Regions from separate parts of the Mus musculus genome. Here all the other regions are linked to region 2. Evidence: chromatin contacts called from public HiChIP or PLAC-seq and promoter capture Hi-C data. All regions are on one chromosome and are shown on one strand. The core of a region is the stretch at or near the end of the contact, and the rest is flanking DNA. Distances in the headings are between cores, read along the strand shown.

Region 1 (3,573 bases), core at 953-3,452, 520 kb after region 2:
ATACACAAAGTAAGGCAGCCGAACTTACTGCATGACATTTGTGTTTTAAAGGTCAAGGGTAATTTGATTTTAAAAGTTTCACTGTAGGTGTCTACCTCCTAGACCAGCGGAGCGGATTGTTCTTACCAGCTCTAGATGAGTTAGAGATCTGAGTGCAGCTCCGATCCATCATCACGAGTTAAATGTTGTTTACTTTGTGTATTTGAGCCTCACCACTAGGCCTAGTTTGGTAATCCAAAAGTGTTGCTCTCCTGAGAGTTGCTTGGATATTCCTTTAGCCTTCTAAACCTTGTTGCGTGTGTGTCTGTGTGTCTCTGCAGCATGTTGTTCACTTGATAATCTCTTGGCCAATTCATTGTAATCAAACGTGTAGGAATTTACCAAGTCTTAAGTTTAATGGGTTTTGTTGCAATGGATATTAGATGCTGTATACACATTTAGTATTTTATAGCAGCCTTAGTAAAATAGCTTACAGAGCCTGAAAGTTCAGTGTCCTAACGATGAAAGCAAAAAGCACATAGATGGTTGCAGTTGAGTATGGCTATAGAATCTACTAATTGACAGAACCGTCAGTCTCATGGGATGGACTTTAAGAAGTCTGCCTAGTGCAGGCTGTGTGATAGAGGCAAGCTGTTCTTCCTGGTGTGCTTGCCTGCATGAAGTTAACTACTGAAGGATGGGGAGAAAGGACAAGGAGACACAGGTCAGAACTGCCTATTTCTTAGCAGTAACTCCATTCTTTTTTAAAGAAACACTGGAAGGAGATTGTAGAGATTTCTTTGTTATTTGAAACATGGGCTTTATGCTGATGCAAAGATGATCTCATGAATTTAGGCATAGGCATTATTTTATTGGCCATTTGGGTGGTAGGTCACTTTAGTATTGTCCTTTTGCTTTCTTCTTCCTAAAGGATTTTATTCGTAACACAGGTTGGGATAACACAATTGCTGGTGGAAGCTTAATCAGTTACTTAAAATGCTTTGTTTATAAAACTTTAAACTAAAAAAGAAAAAAAGAAAACCTTAAACTTTTTTTTAAATGTAAATCTGGTACCAATTCTTTCTAAATCTTCCTTTTTAATAACAAGAAATTATAGTATAGCAAACGAAGGAATGGTGGGAAGGTTTATTTTAAAAACTCAATGTAAGAAAGTTCTCTTGGGGCTGGTGAGATGGCTCAGTGGGTTAGAGCACCCGACTGCTCTTCCAAAGGTCCAGAGTTCAAATCCCAGCAACCACATGGCGGCTCACAACCATCCGTAACAAGATCTGACCCCCTCTTCTGGAGTGTCTGAAGACAGCTACAATGTACTTTACATATAATAAATAAATAAATAAATCTTTAAAAAAAAAAAGAAAGTTCTCTTAAAATGTTTTTATAACAGCCTACTTCTGGCTGACAACATCACAGTTGGGCTGTGTATTTTATTATCTAACTCATTAAATTTGCATTGTTTAAACCTCTGTCCTGAGTAGTTTACATGAACTCATTCTCCTTTATACCCCACTTTGACACAAACCTATTATGATGTTGTAAATCCAGAAACTGGACAAAGGATCTTAAAAACATTGCTCAAGGTCACACAGGAGTTGGGCGTTTAAAATGGTGTTCTAGGGCTGGAGACATGGCTCCGTGTGTAAGAGTACTTGCTGTACAAGCCTGAGGGCCTGCGTTGAGATCCCCAACACCAATGGCGGTGCCAGATGTGCTGCATGGTTGTCTCTGATCCCAGTGCCCCTGCAGGGAGCTGGGAAGCAGAAACAGGGGAAGCTTAAGCATGTGGGCTGATTGAGCACAAACCGTGGAAAACAACACACCCAGTCTCAAGGTGGAAAGCCCACCCCTAAGTTGTCTTCTGACTTTTGCACATGCCACAGTGTCTGCACACCTGTATTTACACACTCATAAGGCATTGGGCACACACCCAGCATTTGTTACCAAACACATGTGATAATAATTATAACAATTGACTTGAAAGCAGTAAGCAGAGAGAGTAAAGAGGTAGGGGTAGTTGTGGGATTATGGGCTGGTAGTTTTCTAATGTTTCACTGTATCTTTTTTCAGTAAAATCGGTGTGCTGCACAACAGTTGATCTTATGTTTATCTTACTGGAGTTCCACAGTTACTCTACAAGATAGGACCTAGTGTACTAGTCCTGTTTGGTTTTGTATGGAAGTCAAGGACTTTCACAAACAAAGTAGTTATGTATTTAAAGCCCTCCCTCAACTTCCTGATACACTGTAGCTTAACTGTTAGACTATCCTGTCACTTGCTGATACACTGTGGCTTAACTCTTGTTAGACTATCCTGTCACTTTCTGGTACACTGTAGCTTAACTGTTAGACTGTCCTGTCACTGTCACCAGCCAGTTTCTTAGGGATTCATGCAACTCATTATGGAGGCTCTTTCAACAAATGGGAAAGAAATCTAATTTGGTATAGTCTGAAAAAATTCAAAACTATAATTCAGAATTACAAGTATAGTGTTTTAGTTAGTGATTTGGACCTAAGCTTAAACCCTTCATACGGTTTTATGAAGCAGACATGAAGACTCAGTTTTAGCAAAGAAAACACATTAATATATGTGATAAGTGCTGCTTTTGTATAATTTTATCACTCTCTTTCCTTTTCTCTCCTTTAAGAGAGGGTCTCGTGATCAGGCTTGGCCTTGAACTCTTTGTGACTTTAAGTGGCCTTGCACTCCTGATGGTCCCTGTTTCTCCAGGACCTGGGAGAGTGGCAGTGCCGCTGCGCCCAGCTTAACCGTGCGCAGGGCATGGTGCGTGTGGGGCGAGTGCTGCACCCACTCAGCTGCAGTCCTGGCCTTCACAGAATATTTAAGCAAAACTACATGCGTTAATGTTTCCCTGTCTGGGTTATAACTTAACAGCATGAAAATACACTTGTATGTAGACGAGATTTGGCATAAACTGATGCTGGGTGTTTTAAGCCGGCATATGCAGATCCAGGATTTTTCTGAAAATAGTTACTCTCAGAAGAAATGGATACTAGAAATGATGTGATAACCTGGCGGAAGCAGTTTTGAGTTGGAGCAGCGCTCCCTGCCATCACTTCATAGCTGACAGTTGATGTTTGCCTGGATGGGGGTAATGCTTATCTGCAGTATTTTAATTCTTAACACTATCCTATAAGATTGATGCCTATTTCATTACAATAATAGGAAACTTAAGGTTTAAGAGAAGGGTCAGTAGTTTACACAAGGGCACACAAACATAAAGCAGTGAGCTGGTCTGCTCTCAGAGACCAAACATTTAATGGCCATGTAAATTATTGCTCTTTATTTAGTCGGTCATAGAATGAATGACTAATAGAGACAGAAAAGGCACAGTTGTTACTGTACAGAAATGGAGGTTTTAGTTGGTGAGACAGAGCCAGTTTATGGTTTCTGTTACAGGCTGAGTGCTGTTCTGCCCACTGACCATGGATCAGTGATGGCGGAGAATAATCTTTGGGATTAGTGGAAGGACTAAAAGGAAAAAACAAAGTAAACCGGCTATGTGAAGTAATAAGACAAGGAAGGAAAGTCTTCCTTGAAGGGACATAGTCTTTGGAT
Region 2 (3,460 bases), core at 427-2,926:
ACCACAATGGCTCTGTAACACTTATCAAGCAAGAAGCAAAAGGCATCTATAAAATCTCTTACAATTTCCAAGTGACTCACTGAGACTTAGGTCAGAATCAAGCCCAAGAATTTTCGAGCTATAAAGTAGCTTTAGGTCGGAAGATCCAGAACTTCTACATCTGCTGAGAGAACCTAGCAGGTCAGTGATGAGACCGGGTGGGTTGGAAGAAGTGGGTGGAAAGGCCTCTGGAGGCACTTTCTGAGGTGCATATAGTAAAAGGGCCACCCCAACACTGGCTATCTGTGGTTGCAGACAAGATGCTCACCTATCGGGCGGTCAGGTGAAACAGTGGCAGTAACTCCTAGGCAGAGATGAAGCGACCACTGTAAAAACTTTTAGTACCGGACTCAGCGGACTCAGCGCACGAAAATCGCCATGGCTAAATGAAGATGGAAACTTCCTCCTGCAACCCACACACCTCTGGAACCGAGAGTTCACTAAAGCCTTCCCTTCCCTTCTCAGTTCCCAGTCTGTCCTGAAGCCGAGTTTTGCTTCAGAGTCCCCCTGCTTCGGCCTCTGGAGGGCTGGCATTATAGGTCATAACTGGTATTACAGGTCGCAGATGGCATTTCAGGCCATAGGGGTCATTGCTAGCATTACTGGTCCCGGCCTCTCTTCCTCTCTCTCCCTCTCATAGTCTCCTCATCTTCTCAAGATCTCCAGAGTTCTGCACTTACTTTTCATGTTACAAGTAGTCTTCTTTGGTAAAAACCGGAGCTTAAGGAGCAAGGAGAGCGTCTCCTGGACGTTTTCTCTAATTTGTACTGTCCTTTAGTGCATATTCGTGATTAAATTCCTGCGTTATTATTGATCGCAATGTTTTTTCCCTTCAAGTGAGAACATTAACTATGAGGTTGGGACTATAGATAAGTGGAGAGTACTCCCTTAGCACGCCAGGGGTGCTGGGCTGGACTCCTAGCATCTGAGAGGCGAAAGAGGAAAAGGGTAAGAATATAAAAGAATAAAACACACAGTGGATGTAGTAGTGTCTTGTCATTGAACATTGACTAGGAACGGGCTCAGGAGGCAAGTGCTTCTCCAGGGAGTGAGCGACAACCCGGGCACTGCAGGGAAGCCACCATTCACCAGCGTCCTTGAGAGCAGCTGTGCAGACCCAAGGACTTGGTACTCCCGCCGCATCTGCGCCCCAGTCCTTGGGTTGTCAGGGCGGCATTCCTTCACTCTCTACCGTCATTTCCCCCTTTCGTTTCTTTGTCCTTCCTGGTACTACAGTTTCCCATATTGTCTTATTAAAGAGTTTACACGTAGCTATGGCGTGTTTTGTTCGGCCTAGTTCCGGGGCTTGGAGGGCACCCCGCGACCACTCCCCGCATGTGCTCCTTCGGGCGGGGGCACAGGGGCTCTCCGTGCGCACGTGTGTCGTTTTCCTCCCCCACACTAAGCGGGCACCTTGCAACGTCTCGTCATTCTGCAGATTAAAGACCCTCGTGAGCTCATAGAAGCCGGCCTGCCTCTGCGGCTGCAGCGCTCCCCGCAGGCGCGGCGCGGCTCGCCCGGCTTCTGCCACTCCCCTTCCCCCAACCCCCCCAGCCCGACTTCCTCCCAGGCTCCTCGCAGCCGGGGCGGTTTGATCTGGGGCGGGAGCGGCGGCGTCCCTCTGGGCATGCTCAGTCGCAGGCTGAGCAGCGCCTGCTGAAGCAGAGCGCGGGCGGAGCGCAGCGGGGCAGTGCCGAGAGGGCAGAGCGGAGCTTGCGGCCCGAGCCGAGCGGAGCCGAGCGGAGCCGAGAGCAGCCGAGTGACGGTCTCCGGGAGACATGCAGATGATGACTAGGAAGGTCCTGCTGAACATGGAGCTGGAGGAGGACGACGATGAGGATGGAGACATTGGTGAGTGCCGGAACCGGGGCCAGGGCAAGGGGGATCCGGGGCGGACGCCTCTGCGCGGAAGCCGAACCTCCCAAGCAACTTCGGGTCTTTTTCCTGCGTCCGCTCCGGGCGGTGTTTTGGGGGCCCCTGCTCCCGGGTTCACGACACACCTGAGCCGGATTCTCCGAGGCCACAGGCTGCGCCGCTGCACCAGCCCGCAGAGACACAAACAAAAGGGCTGGAGCCGCGGGCGCGGGGCAGGGACGCGGGGCGACGCCGGGCGGAGGACCGTGGCACGTTTCCATCAGGCCTCCTGGATGTCAAAATGTTCCCTCTCAAGGCCTCCAAACACTTTACAAAGTAAATTTAGGAGTTGGGTGTGGCTTTTCCTTCCTTTCAGGTTTTGCTCACAGACCAATCAAAGGAATTTGGTAACTCCCAGGTCTAGACGAACTTGGGAATTCCACGCCGCGATTTAGCCTTGGCCTTTCATTGTGACAGCGGTTTATCAGGCACTCCTCTTTGTGGAGAGAGCAAATAGTATTCCTTTTTAAGGAGAGGAGAAAAGTGTGCCCAGGTTAGCCTTCCTGGAGCCTCACACTGTCAAGTAGAAGTTTCTGATTTCCCAGAGTTGAGCAAGTTAAGGCTCTGCACCTGGCGGCTGATTGGGTAAAGGATGTAGGATGCTCTTGTCTCATGAGACTGAACAGTTAAGTGACCGTTTACATAAAATACCACCCACGGGAGCAGCGTTAAAAAGTTACACTCGTATTAGCACAGTTAGTTTCTTAGGGAAATATTCTTGTCTGTCATAGTGAGGCACTCAAGTGAGATCCAGCCGGAATAGAAATTGACATAAGCAAGAGGCTCTGAGTGTAAGCCCTTGCTGCCCTCAGATTTCAATTTAGAAAGAAAATCTAATTTGGTCTAGCCTCTGTTACATGATAGGCATCATAGGTTGTCTTCAGACCCTGCCAGTAGGCTGGCTTTGCTTTTACTGACCCATGTAATTCATGCTTGTTCCACGAAGTAAAACAGCCGATGTAGTTAACTACCTCTGCCTCTTCTTACTGTAGCCTCCAGTATTTAGATTCATACTTTAGATAGCAGACAGCCTGTTTGGACAGGCAACGTTTAAGCAGGTCCTGGCAATTTTTGGTTGTCCTTTATTGAATTATGAATTTCATGTGGATCATAGTTATGTTTTTGTCCCAGACGTTTTACCAAACCTATGAACGTTTATGTTACTACAGAATTATAAGCCTTCTTGAAGGTTTACTGAAGTAGGTTGATAGACTATTATGAACTAATTCTAAATCCAACAGTGGGAGAGGAGGCGCTGGTGAAATGGAGGACTGCAATTGAAACCTCTGCCTCCAATCTTGTAGTGTTAAAGCTCTTGGTTAGTCTCTCTCTTCGGGACTCCTCACTAGAGGGAGCGTTGTATAGTTGTTTAAAGCATAATCAGCGCCCATGTTAATTTCTGTTAAATTTTGCTTAGCTTTAAAATTCAGAGCAGGAAAGTTACTTTGACACGAGGCCCCAACGTCATCTAAGGCAAACCTCAAACAACGAAAGTAAACCATTTTAA
Region 3 (3,708 bases), core at 38-2,537, 530 kb after region 2:
GCTGGGGAGGTGGCTCATCTAGTAGACTCCTTGCCTGTCCCACACAGAGCCCTGGGTCCAGTGCCCAGCATCTCATAGCCCAGATCTGGTGGCACATGCCTGTGATTACAGCACTGGGAAAGACATGAGAGCAGAGAGGAAAGGACAAGAGAAGAGAAAATGGTCACCTTATAAGTGTTTGCTGTAAAAAAGTTTTTATCATTAAAAGATTTTAAATCACATTAAATTCCTTATTTATTTGAGGAGTGGGGCACTCATTTTGAGGTCAACAGCTAACTTGTGAGAGTTGGTTCTCTACTCCTTCCAACCCGTTATGGGTCCTGAGGTTTGAACTCAGGTCATGGGTTTGTTGGCAAGTGTGTCTATCCACTGAGTTGTCCAACCAGCCTTTGTAATATTCATTTAATAGATAAGGAAACAGCTAAATTCAAATTTGTCAAATTTTGCAAAAAGCATAATCTTGAAGCCTAAAGAGTAATATCAAAGTCGCACTCTTTAATTCTGAGGCTGGGATGGTTACTCCTAAAACTTGATAAAATATGAAGCCTCTTACTTTTCTACAGTGGAAAAGTATAATCTAAGGATACATTTGACCTTATTTTAGGTCACTATTTTGATACTAATTCCATAGTTGAAACATTATATTAAATGATTTGGTAAAAGTCAAAGACAATAGCAAAGTTAAAGAGATGAACACTGATAACCAGTGTGATATACGACAGTTGAAATGCAAGTAAAAGTCTCTTTCTTAAGTCATGGTGTCCTGTTGGATGCATATTGGGGTCAAGCTGTGGTTTCATCCTCCGCTTTCTCCCACCTGGAGTCCAGATGCAGCTGTACACTGGACTGCAAGGGGGAAGTGGAGTCCGGAGTAGGCAGGATCCTAGTCCACCTGGAGCAAGTGCTGGTGTGGAGAGGAAGAGAGGGAGACAGACTGACAGACAGACTCGCCTTCTCGAAGGATCTTAGTGTTAATATCTCTTATACGAAGAACTTCTCCAACAGTCTTTAATGAAACAGCTCCAGCAGACTTCAAGGAAGCAGCTCTTAGAAGGTCTCGTGTACCTTTAGTTTTTTTTTTAAATCTTATTTTTAATGATGGTTCTTAAACGCTTTAATCTTTCTTGTAACCCACCACCCACCAGAGGTATTGAAAAAGAAAGGAATCCAGGGTGGGTGTGGGGGGAGTAGATCTGTTTAGAAAGGTTCTTTGGAGCAATTCCCGTCTGTATTGTCTGGAAATTCGCAGTTCATTTCACAGGTTAGCATGCATTGGCAGCTTGATCCATTTGCAAACACTTCATGGACACACCAGTAGTCTAATTTGGTAGAATCAGGTTAGCAATGGGTGACACAGCTAGCAGAGACAGCCAGGCCTCAGCCTTGGCTCCAGTCAGCAGGAGGGACCAACAGGAACACCAGAAGTTCTCGGCTGCGCCACTCTCAGGAAGTGAAGATCAGTGAAGACCCACAAGCAAGCGTTGTACAGCTAGCTCTGTCTCTGTCACTCCGTGGAGTCTTTTTTATACCCCCCCAAACATCACTGTCCTCCATGTGCCTTGCCTCAGCACTCACATCCAATCAGCCAGGGTCTGTGGAGACCAGACAAATGCAGCTCGACTACGCAATGTAAGGTGGGCTAATACATTCATGTTGTTAGCAAAGAGTCCTTCATCATGAGTCCTTTGACGTGCTTGCTTTAGTGGAACATCTCCCCTGTGTCTGCTTTGTATGTCTGCCTTAGCCTTTCACACCTGTGTCCACTTTAAGGAAATGTTCCTTCACCTGTTTGCCCCAGCAAAACACCATCCAACCGACTTTCCAAAGAGCCCTTCAGTTTCCACTTCAGTCTCAGTTGTACACATACCTTTATCCAGGGTGGACTTGTACCTCATTTGTGTGGAGAGGCACTCTAGGGATCCCAGGTACTGGTTGGGCCGGTTGCTATGGGGGAGAGGGAGTTGAATTTGGAGATCTGACAAAGACTGCTCACCCTTCCCCAAGTAGAGAAGGTTGGGAGTCATGATCCCCAGCCAAGGTAAAGGAAGGAGAAGCCCTGCTTGTAAAGGGAGTCCTCCATTTTGCACCAAGCTCAAGAGAGCTCTCTGGACAGTTGTAGACTTCGACCCTTGATTAGCAGGGTTTCCCGATAGCGTCCAACCTTCGAGCCAGTGGTATTTGTGCCCTTGAGAGTTCAGGACTTCCTCCTTGTTCGTGGGTCCCATTCTGCAGTTTGAGTTAACTGCTGTGAACCATGCTCTCAAAAGATAAAATGGCAAATTCTGTAAAATATGCCATTTATATGTTTTAAGTTGTAGGTCATTCTCAGTAGCATAATGAAGCTTGTGCTGTTCTGTAAGTGTCCCACTTGAGACAAGAATTGTTTCTTTGTCTAGCTTATTAATTCACAGTGTTAGTCACGGAGTAGCCACTGAATTATCAGACTAGGTTGTGTGATCTTGCTGTTCTGTAGTCATGGAGCCCTTGTACAGCAGCCTGATGTAATGTCACGGTGCCGCTGTTTCACACTGTTCACCTCACTTTCTCTCAGGACCTAGGCGGCCATTGTGTTATCACAAACAGAGGGGTGGATACAGTATAAGACTCCCCACTAGGCCTGACATCTTAAAGTTTCAACTACTTCTGATGCTGTAGAGAGGATCTCTTATAAGCATTGCCTGTTGATAGAAAAGCCAATAGCCAATGAGCTGAGGCAGGGAATAGGAGATGGAGAGGGGTAGGAAGAGTGACAGAAGTAGGAGCCTTGGGGAGGGATGAGGGCTAGTCACAGAGAGGCATGGAGGAAGACACTAAGAAAGAAGGGGGCCAGGACTAAAGGAGAGATAACTCACCACGCAGAAGACATTGGGTAGTTTGAATGGGTTCAATAAGTTACAAGCTAGTCGGAGAATGAACACAAAGTTATGATAGGCCTAGGCATTTGTTAGTAAATAGTCTCAAAGTCCTTATTGTTAGGGGCTAAGTGCTCGGCATTTTACCTACATTCCTTTAGCACATGGACCTTTGGGGGGTGCATATGAATTACATAGTTGATATGCCATAGACGGACACAGATGCTTACACACTCATACACACATGCACATGTGTGCACACGCATATGCAATCTCAAGGACCTGCATCTCTTAATGCATTAAAGCTTAACTTGTGCTACTTCTGTAGAAGGACTTGTTACATAGAAAAGGACTGGTCCATACATTATATAATATTTGTAAATTTATAAGAAAAATACATGAGATGCCAATACTTTGCTCACTATAGATAAGCCTTTAAATTATAAATTGTCACATTTAAAAAGTAAATATCATATTGTCACCAGTCTCTACCAACACAGAGTATAACTAGATTTATCTTTAAACAAAGGACATTGACCTCAGCTGCTCTAAGCCAGTTTTTCTGAGGAGTCCTTTTTATTCCTTTGATTGATTTAAAAAGCTCATCACAGTTGTGTTGGGATGGGAATTAAATATTGTAGGCTATCTCTGCTTATTGCTAATTGATCTGCTCTGATCTCCTGTTTCTAAACACAGAATTTCACAGTTGGGGGAGAGCAGGAATTTTAGGGAGACTTTATCTGTGAGTGTGAAAAAAGCTGCTATTGTATTGTAGTCAGAGTCGCTGTGTACAGACTTACACTGTGTACAGTTTGAATTAAGAAATTCAAAAGTCCCTATTTAAAGGCGCCTTTGA

What was found. Promoter capture Hi-C pulls out the DNA fragments that hold promoters and counts their contacts. HiChIP or PLAC-seq counts read pairs in DNA pulled down with a chosen protein or histone mark.
Region 1: an H3K4me3 HiChIP or PLAC-seq map of embryonic midbrain shows a contact between it and region 2, with 8 times the contacts expected there. The contact joins the enhancer-like site here to the promoter of Ano6 in region 2. A contact is called at or near these places in 10 of 39 promoter capture datasets (the C10 cell line, the HPC-7 cell line, HPC-7-derived erythroid cells and 8 more), 9 of 484 Hi-C or Micro-C datasets (CD4 T cells, CD8 T cells, cortical neurons and 5 more), 14 of 115 datasets of contacts at active chromatin or transcription factors (the SCID.adh cell line, bone marrow-derived macrophages, craniofacial prominence and 11 more) and 4 of 9 other capture datasets (adipose tissue, embryonic stem cells, liver and 1 more).
Region 3: a contact with region 2 is called in a promoter capture Hi-C map of the HPC-7 cell line. The contact joins the enhancer-like site here to the promoter of Ano6 in region 2. A contact is called at or near these places in 13 of 39 promoter capture datasets (the 3T3-L1 cell line, the C10 cell line, the HPC-7 cell line and 10 more), 1 of 484 Hi-C or Micro-C datasets (cumulus cells), 16 of 115 datasets of contacts at active chromatin or transcription factors (T-cell acute lymphoblastic leukemia, VIP interneurons, bone marrow-derived macrophages and 12 more) and 3 of 9 other capture datasets (adipose tissue, liver and pancreatic islet).

What each region holds. Positions count from the first base shown.
Region 1 is chr15:96,304,634-96,308,206 of GRCm38.p6, forward strand. All of the region lies in intron 3 of Arid2 (AT rich interactive domain 2 (ARID, RFX-like)), which reads left to right. Among named protein-coding and RNA genes, the nearest start is that of Arid2, 19 kb to the left of the region's middle. Within about 2 kb of position 2,203, at least 5 of the 459 cell types and tissues checked have an H3K27ac peak or open chromatin away from gene starts, as enhancers often do.
Region 2 is chr15:95,789,167-95,792,626 of GRCm38.p6, forward strand. It overlaps Ano6 (anoctamin 6), which reads left to right and starts at 1,677. Exons shown (of 20, transcript NM_175344.4): 1 at 1,677-1,890. The coding sequence starts at 1,818. All of the region lies in intron 1 of A130051J06Rik (a long non-coding RNA gene), which reads right to left.
Region 3 is chr15:96,324,019-96,327,726 of GRCm38.p6, forward strand. The region is part of intron 3 of Arid2 (AT rich interactive domain 2 (ARID, RFX-like)); the gene reads left to right. Among named protein-coding and RNA genes, the nearest start is that of Arid2, 38 kb to the left of the region's middle. Within about 2 kb of position 1,288, at least 13 of the 459 cell types and tissues checked have an H3K27ac peak or open chromatin away from gene starts, as enhancers often do.